Regions from separate parts of the Mus musculus genome. Here region 2 is linked to region 1. Evidence: chromatin contacts called from public promoter capture Hi-C data. All regions are on one chromosome and are shown on one strand. The core of a region is the stretch at or near the end of the contact, and the rest is flanking DNA. Distances in the headings are between cores, read along the strand shown. Region 1 holds the start of Pdzd3 (PDZ domain containing 3). Region 2 holds the start of Treh (trehalase (brush-border membrane glycoprotein)).

Region 1 (3,517 bases), core at 132-2,631:
TCCCCTAGAACGTGCGTTTTCACTGTGAAACCCACGTCTGTAGTTGCCTTCACTCAATCTTTCTCCCTAGGTACCTCCAAATCATGGGGTCTGAGGAGAGTGAGGCTTGGCCCATGAAGTGCTATGGAATGTTCTTTTGTACCACGAGGAGTCCCAGCCCAGCCTCACCACCGCGTGGTCCTCATGTGCCACAATATTATTGTTCACCGCTAGGATCCGATCTCCTTCCCGGAGACCCTGGCGCTGGGCTGAGGTGCCCGGATCGACCCTGCACACCACATGGTCAGCCTTGCCTAGATGCTGCTGCAAATGGAACCCAAAAGTCTTTTCCTCCTCCTTGCTCAACAGACAAAAGCGAGGCCGGTGCAGGTTCCAGGGATCTGGAGGAGGAGACAGGTAGCAGAAAAAAAAAAAAGAAGGAGGGGGCACAGCCCTGGTACAGGGGCATCAAAAGACTGGCAGACCCTGCTTTCCTGTGAGAGCGCTGGTCAGCTTCCAGCCAGTGAGAGGGCGGGCTTTATAGCTGAATGAACTCTGCGTGGGCTGGGAGGCTAAAGCAAAGGGATGTCTTCCCCCTCTACTTCTGCTTAGTTACTGATATCAGAGGGAGGCAGTTAGCAGTTACCAAGGAGATAGGAGGCTGTGTGGCACCCTAGTGTCTCTAGGGAAAGGAAACAGTTGCCAAGGGTGAGGGGGTTACCAGATTGGTCCTGGTCTTCAGCGAGGGAGAGGACAGGATTGTCAATGCCCAGCCTTGGATTAAACTTAAACTTCCTATAAGGAGGCAGGAGAGGCAAATAAGAGGTGCTGGGAGCTGGACTTGGGTCCCAGATTCTACTTTAGGTGCTGCTGCCAGCTGAGAGTCGTCCCCCCCACCCCCTTCAGTTGTTCTTCTCCAGCCCTCAGACTACTTACAGAGTTAACAAGGCCGTGTCCCGAAGATCTGCGGGACAAAGGAGAGTGAGAGGAGAGACACACTCCCCACCCCACCCAGAGACGGGACTCTCGTGATAAAAAACCAAAAAGGTTTAGGAGAAACCCAACCCCTTTCCATTCTGCTTCTCTGTCTTCACACACACACACACACACACACACACACACACACACACACACACACACACACACACACGGGTGCTGACTCCCCTGTATTTTCCTCCCCCAGTACTGTGGAACATAAATCTGAGCCTATCAGCAGAAGGTGTGGGCCAGGAAGATAGATCTATAAGCCCACCTCATTCCTATTCCTATAGGGCTCCAAGCCCCGATAGCAAGTGTGTTCTAGACCCAGAGATTCCAAATCTGCCCCCTCTGCCGCCACCCCAAAGTCCCCTTTCAAGGATATCGCCTTACTTCCTACCTGCAGCTGCCTCCATAGTTGGATCACTGACCCAGGACTTAAGAGTAGGGACAAGGTTCATTATAACCAGCTGACCCTCCCACCTGCCCCCTCCCGAGTCACGCCTTCTTGAAGACGCTGCAAGGAAGCATTGGGGTAATGGTTAACAGCAATGGGACTTATTCTCTGCAAAGTGCGAGTGTAAGTTCCTTCTGCCCCCAGGTCTTGCGCCCTACCTCTTACGACGCTCAGTTGCTCTTATGCACAACAAAAAGCAGGTTACTGTCATCTCAAGCTGGGGGCAGTAGGTATGAAGGGTTAAAGGAATTCGAAGGCCCAGCAAGAGCAACCCCATCCCAGGCGCTCACACCCGGGCCTTCCAGCAACAAAGTTATCTAAAGATTCTTGAGCCTCTCCTTTTGCCTATCAGACTATTCAAACGATGGATCTCAAAGACTGGAATTCCTTCAGGAATCTTAAACTGGGCAAGAGAGAAGATGAAGCCCCGAGGCCAGCCAGAACTTGTCTGCCAAGAAGAAGTTTCATGAAGTTTGGACAATTTGTCAGACCACGGAGTTGGATGGATGGACTGGAACAATCACTCAGTCCTGATGGGACTGCTCAGCACACTAAAGTCCACGGGTGCACCCTGAAAGATGAGCTCTTGGGTTGGGATTGTCACCAGACCTATTTATTTGTTTCTTTCCCAGGGTGACCACCTCAAACAAATCTCTTTTCTCTGCTTTCCTAAGCTTTATTTTTGTTCATTTATTTGTGTGTGTGTGTGTGTTTGCATGCATGTGTGAATAAGAGTGATGAGAGAGAGACAGAGAGACAGAGAGAGAGAGAGAGAGGCAGAAGGTACAGTTGCTCCACAGAGGCCATGAGAGTATTGGATCTCCCCACTCATCCCCACCTCCCTACCCCCCACTCATCCCCACCCCCTACCCTCCACCCATCCCCACCCACTCCCTACCTCACCCCACCCCACCCCTGCCGTCATGTGGTTGCTGGGAATTCAATTACTGTCCTCTGGAAGAGCAAGGCGTATCTGAACCTGCTGAGCCATCTCTCCAGCCCTTCTTCTCTGCCTTTTCACTATTCTCTTTTTAGCTTACTGAGCATGTGTGGCAGAGCTCAGCTTGATGGGGATGCAAGTGGCCAGGCATTAACACCAAGAACTCCAGCAACAGGACGCTACTGCCTGAGTCTGGTGGCCAGGGGCCATCTGCAGTAGAAGGTAAACCAGATTAGCCCTTTCTTGGAAGCACCAGGCAAGGAAGTGGAGACCACAGGGGTGGAAGACACACGGCTTTTTAATAGCAGCAAGGTGGGCCCACTTGTCCCTAGTAGCCTTGGAGCCATCGATCCTGTGCATTTGAGACTGGGAAAGCACCAGTGTGAGGGCACTCTGTGCCCAGAGGTGAGCGTAAGGCAGGATGGAGAGCTGTCCAGTACATCTGCTGGCTGGCAGAACCCCCCAGCATAGCAAACACAATCAGAGGAGGAAGAGGCAAGACTGGCGGTGGCATCACAGGGCAATGTGGCCACTAACGTGCCATACCCTTAGTCCTTCTAGGCTAAGGGAGAAGTGACATGTTCCATATCCAAGTCCAACATCAATTCACCGCATTTGACCTTGGGAACTCTAGGCTGGACTTGTTGGGGGTGGGGGCAGCACAGTTTCACCCATTGCTTTGACCGCAGAATTAAAGGGATCTTTCTGGAAGGAGTTGTACAAGCCAGGAAGCCACAGAGGGAGCCAGTGGTCCCACAGCTCTGTCACAGCAGTCACTGTCTCAGTGTCCAGAACCTCCCAGCTGCTCCAGAAGAGTCTTGACCTCGCCCTCCACTCGCAGAAGCTGAGCCTTGCGCCAGGGATTAAGGGTGGCGCCCCGGCTGTCCTCCAGATCACGGAGCAGCAGCTTGAGATGCCTCTGGACCCGGAGCGGGTCCCAGCTGTGGACGTTGCGCTGGACTTCACTAAGGATCACTGACCAGTACTCAGACACCGCCGTCCCTTCTGTCAGCGAGGCTACGACCCGGGCACCACCTTCACCAGAGCCCCCCAAATCCCGCAGGACCTGGCGGCCCTCTGAACTCAGCTCATTGAAGTAGAGGCTGGAGAAGAAAGAGATGGGAGGATGTCATTCATCAAGGGTTTTTGAGAAGAAAGGCCCC
Region 2 (3,023 bases), core at 431-2,930, 420 kb after region 1:
TGTCCAATGTCCAAAGATGTCGTCAGTCCAAGTCCAAGAACATAGAATGAGGTAACCAACACCAACAAACACAGAGAAAGACAATCAACACACAGTTCATCCCTTTCATGGTCACAGTTACAGACAGTTCGTCCCTTCCATGGACGCAGAGCAGAGTTGCTTGGCTGGCTCCAGCCTCACCAAGACAAACCAGGCGTCCCTGCCAGTACAGCAGGAGCCAGATTATAGGAAGACTCAGCTCCTGCCAATACTGTCTTGCTGTTTCCAGAAGGAGTGGAGCCCTCCCAGTTCCCTTCAGGGTCTCTGGAGTATCCCCCAAATTCCCAGCAGTCTCAATGTTAAGGCACGTCTGTCAGCTGCACTTAACCACCCCAGATACCATAAACTCTCCAAGCCCCCGACACTTGCAAGCAAACCAAAAGTTCAAACAGACTTACAGACTCAGACTTTGACAAACAGCAAGGCAAACAAGAAAGAACCTTGGTACCTGCTCGAGACCTCTGATTCACGGCTCTCTGGTGTGTCCTCACAGGAGGTCGAATTCCCAGCCCATGCACCAAATGTAAGACTCTAACGAGCCTTAGCTTACCTGGGACCCCTACCCCTGCCACAGTGAACAACTTGGAGCTAGGGATCGATGCAAAAGCAAGAGGAATTTATTGTTCCAGTACACTGGGGTCTTCCTGCACCTGAAGGAAAGGCAGCAACCTTGGGCAGCCCGTTTGGCCAGTTTTTATACAGCTTTCAGAGGTAGAATAGAGCAACAGCCACTAGGCACAACGTGATTGGTAGAACAGTGTGACTTTTAAACTGATTGGTCCTTAGGGAATGGGGTGGCAAGGGCTTTCCTTGTCTGTGGGGGCAGCCAATGGTCTGTCTTTGTACTCTGGGCTTCCCTTATCTGCAGGTGGTCAGTGGTTAGTCCCTGCTGTGGTCTGAGGAATGGGGTGCCTGTGTGCTCTATGAACTTTCTCTTCCAGGAGGGGAGGGGTCTGGTGGAATTTGTCAAAGTTCCTGAGCTGACCTCTTCACAGCAAATGTTCTTAACCTCTGAGCCATTTCACCAGCTCCTTGGCAAAACCTCTTCACTAACTGGTGCCAAAATGTCCCTCCAGCCTGTCACACAACTTTTGCACCAAGTCTCTGGATGTCTCATGTGATGGCATGGCCTCCTGACTATTCCTCAGGACTCAGTGCAGACATCATCTTATGGTGGGGCTTCCTGATCCATCCCCGAGAGGTTGTCCTGTGTCCTCACAGGGTCTCCTGTAGATAACAGGGAGTTTGATAAAGCTTTGGAGAAGACTTGAGCCATTCTGTTTTAAGTGATAAAGAAATGGTCCCTTCTGGCATTAGAGACTAGGGAGCCACACACAGACTCAGTGTCTAAATCATACTTGGGTGACCTCAGTTGTGGCCCTGGCCCTTGGGTGCCCACCCATATAACTCTGAGCAAAGTCCCTGAGCATGTAATACCAGTTAGAATTGAGAAATGGAAGAAAGTGGCTGATGGGGTAGTGAGCACTGTAGCTGGAGGGCAGAAGTGGTAAGCAGTCCACAAGAAGTTGAAACACACATCTCCCCCCTCAGGTGGCCACACCTCATAGCCTGGACTTTGGCTGACCTGGGTAGGCAAGTGAGGCAGGCCGTGTTCAGCAAGCCAGAGGTGCCAGGGTTTGCTCATTCCGTTCTAGGCACCGTGCCCAGGATGACCTGGGAGCTGCACCTGCTGCTTCTGCTGGGGCTGGGACTTAGGTCCCAGGAGGCCCTGCCACCACCCTGTGAGAGGTAGGGAGGTGGAGAAGCTGTGTGTGTGGGGGAAGACAAGGGTGGAAGGCTGGGATGAGAGCTTACCCTCTGAGGACCAGCCTCTCAGAGGATAAAGAAGGAAGAAACCAGGCTTGTAGGGGTAGAAGGACCAAAACCTGACACCAAACTCACTGTGTTGGAACGAGGTGGAACTTTGAGGCAGGCCTATGTATAATTCCAGAGCTGTTGACCAATGTCTGCCCTCCGTGCTGCTGACCAGAGCTCACCAGCCAAGCAGCTCCTTGGACCAAGCAGGGCTGTTCTCTTCACTGTTCTAGCAAAGCTTGCCTAGCTTAGCGTGAGGGGAGTCTAGGTCCTGTCAAGAACTTACACATAAGTTCAGCCTACCTTGCTGCTCTTTCTGTGTCCCAGGGCAAGTCAATCCTTTCTTCTGAGCCTCAGCTTCTACCAGCAAATACAAAGATGGGGGGGGGTCACTCTACTTCCTGGGTCTGGAACTGTCATTCTCTCTTCCACTCGGACTCATGGAACCCTCCCTCCACCAGTTCTTGCAAGAAGGGTAAAAACAAGGCCTAGGATGGTGAAGAACAAAGAGAAGGTAGGAGCTAAGTAAGCAAGGAGGAAGCAGAAGGGGGTGTCTCAGAGGATGCAATGGGCCGATGGAACGTGGAAGGAGCCATCTTGAAACAGAAGTAGGGAGCAGGGCAAAGGCTCTGAGGTGTCCTCCAAGGGTCACAAAGTCCCATGTGGCCTGGAAAGAAGCAGAACCAGGCTATGAGGTGGAGATAGCTCTAAGGAAAGGAGACCAAGCCCTGCGGACTTGGCAGGACTGGGCTGGGGCTGGGGGGTGGGGCTGAGGAGCCGATTAGGGATGCATGAAGACTGAGCTGTGACTTACTCACTGATGCCCAGGTGTGCAGTATGGAAGGATCTGGAATAATCCTCAGGACTTATTTGTTCACCAGTAGGCAGGACACAGAGTGGCTCTTCCATCCAGTCTCTTGTGTCCTGTTGGGCTATTTGCAGAGTGCCTACCATGAGTGCCGCTGTTTGTCCCTGAGAGCATGTCAGTAGTCCACTTGGACAGTCACACGTGTGCTTGTAGACTCTCTACAAAGAGAGTTACAGGACAGCTAGAGCTACACAGAGTCCCTGTCTCAAAAACAACAACAAAAACCCAAACAGCCACTGAAGGCACAGATGTATTAGGGTAGAGTCCAGGAGAGAAGAAACTCAAACTTCCAGCAGTCTTC

The links. Capture Hi-C pulls out chosen DNA fragments and counts their contacts.
Region 2: a promoter capture Hi-C map of adipose tissue shows a contact between it and region 1. The contact joins the promoter of Treh here to the promoter of Pdzd3 in region 1. A contact is called at or near these places in 2 of 39 promoter capture datasets (hematopoietic stem and progenitor cells and liver) and 3 of 9 other capture datasets (adipose tissue, liver and macrophages).

The regions. Positions count from the first base shown.
Region 1 is chr9:44,250,083-44,253,599 of GRCm38.p6, forward strand. It overlaps Pdzd3 (PDZ domain containing 3), which reads right to left and starts at 1,382. Exons shown (of 11, transcript NM_133226.2): 1 at 1,358-1,382; 2 at 916-943; 3 at 701-774; 4 at 169-380. The coding sequence starts at 1,373. It overlaps Nlrx1 (NLR family member X1), which reads right to left. Exons shown (of 10, transcript NM_001163743.1): 10 at 2,631-3,457. The coding sequence ends at 3,136.
Region 2 is chr9:44,671,553-44,674,575 of GRCm38.p6, forward strand. Treh (trehalase (brush-border membrane glycoprotein)) reads left to right here and starts at 1,681. Exons shown (of 15, transcript NM_021481.3): 1 at 1,681-1,788. The coding sequence starts at 1,709. BC049987 (cDNA sequence BC049987) reads right to left here and starts at 708. Exons shown (of 2, transcript NR_165440.1): 1 at 590-708.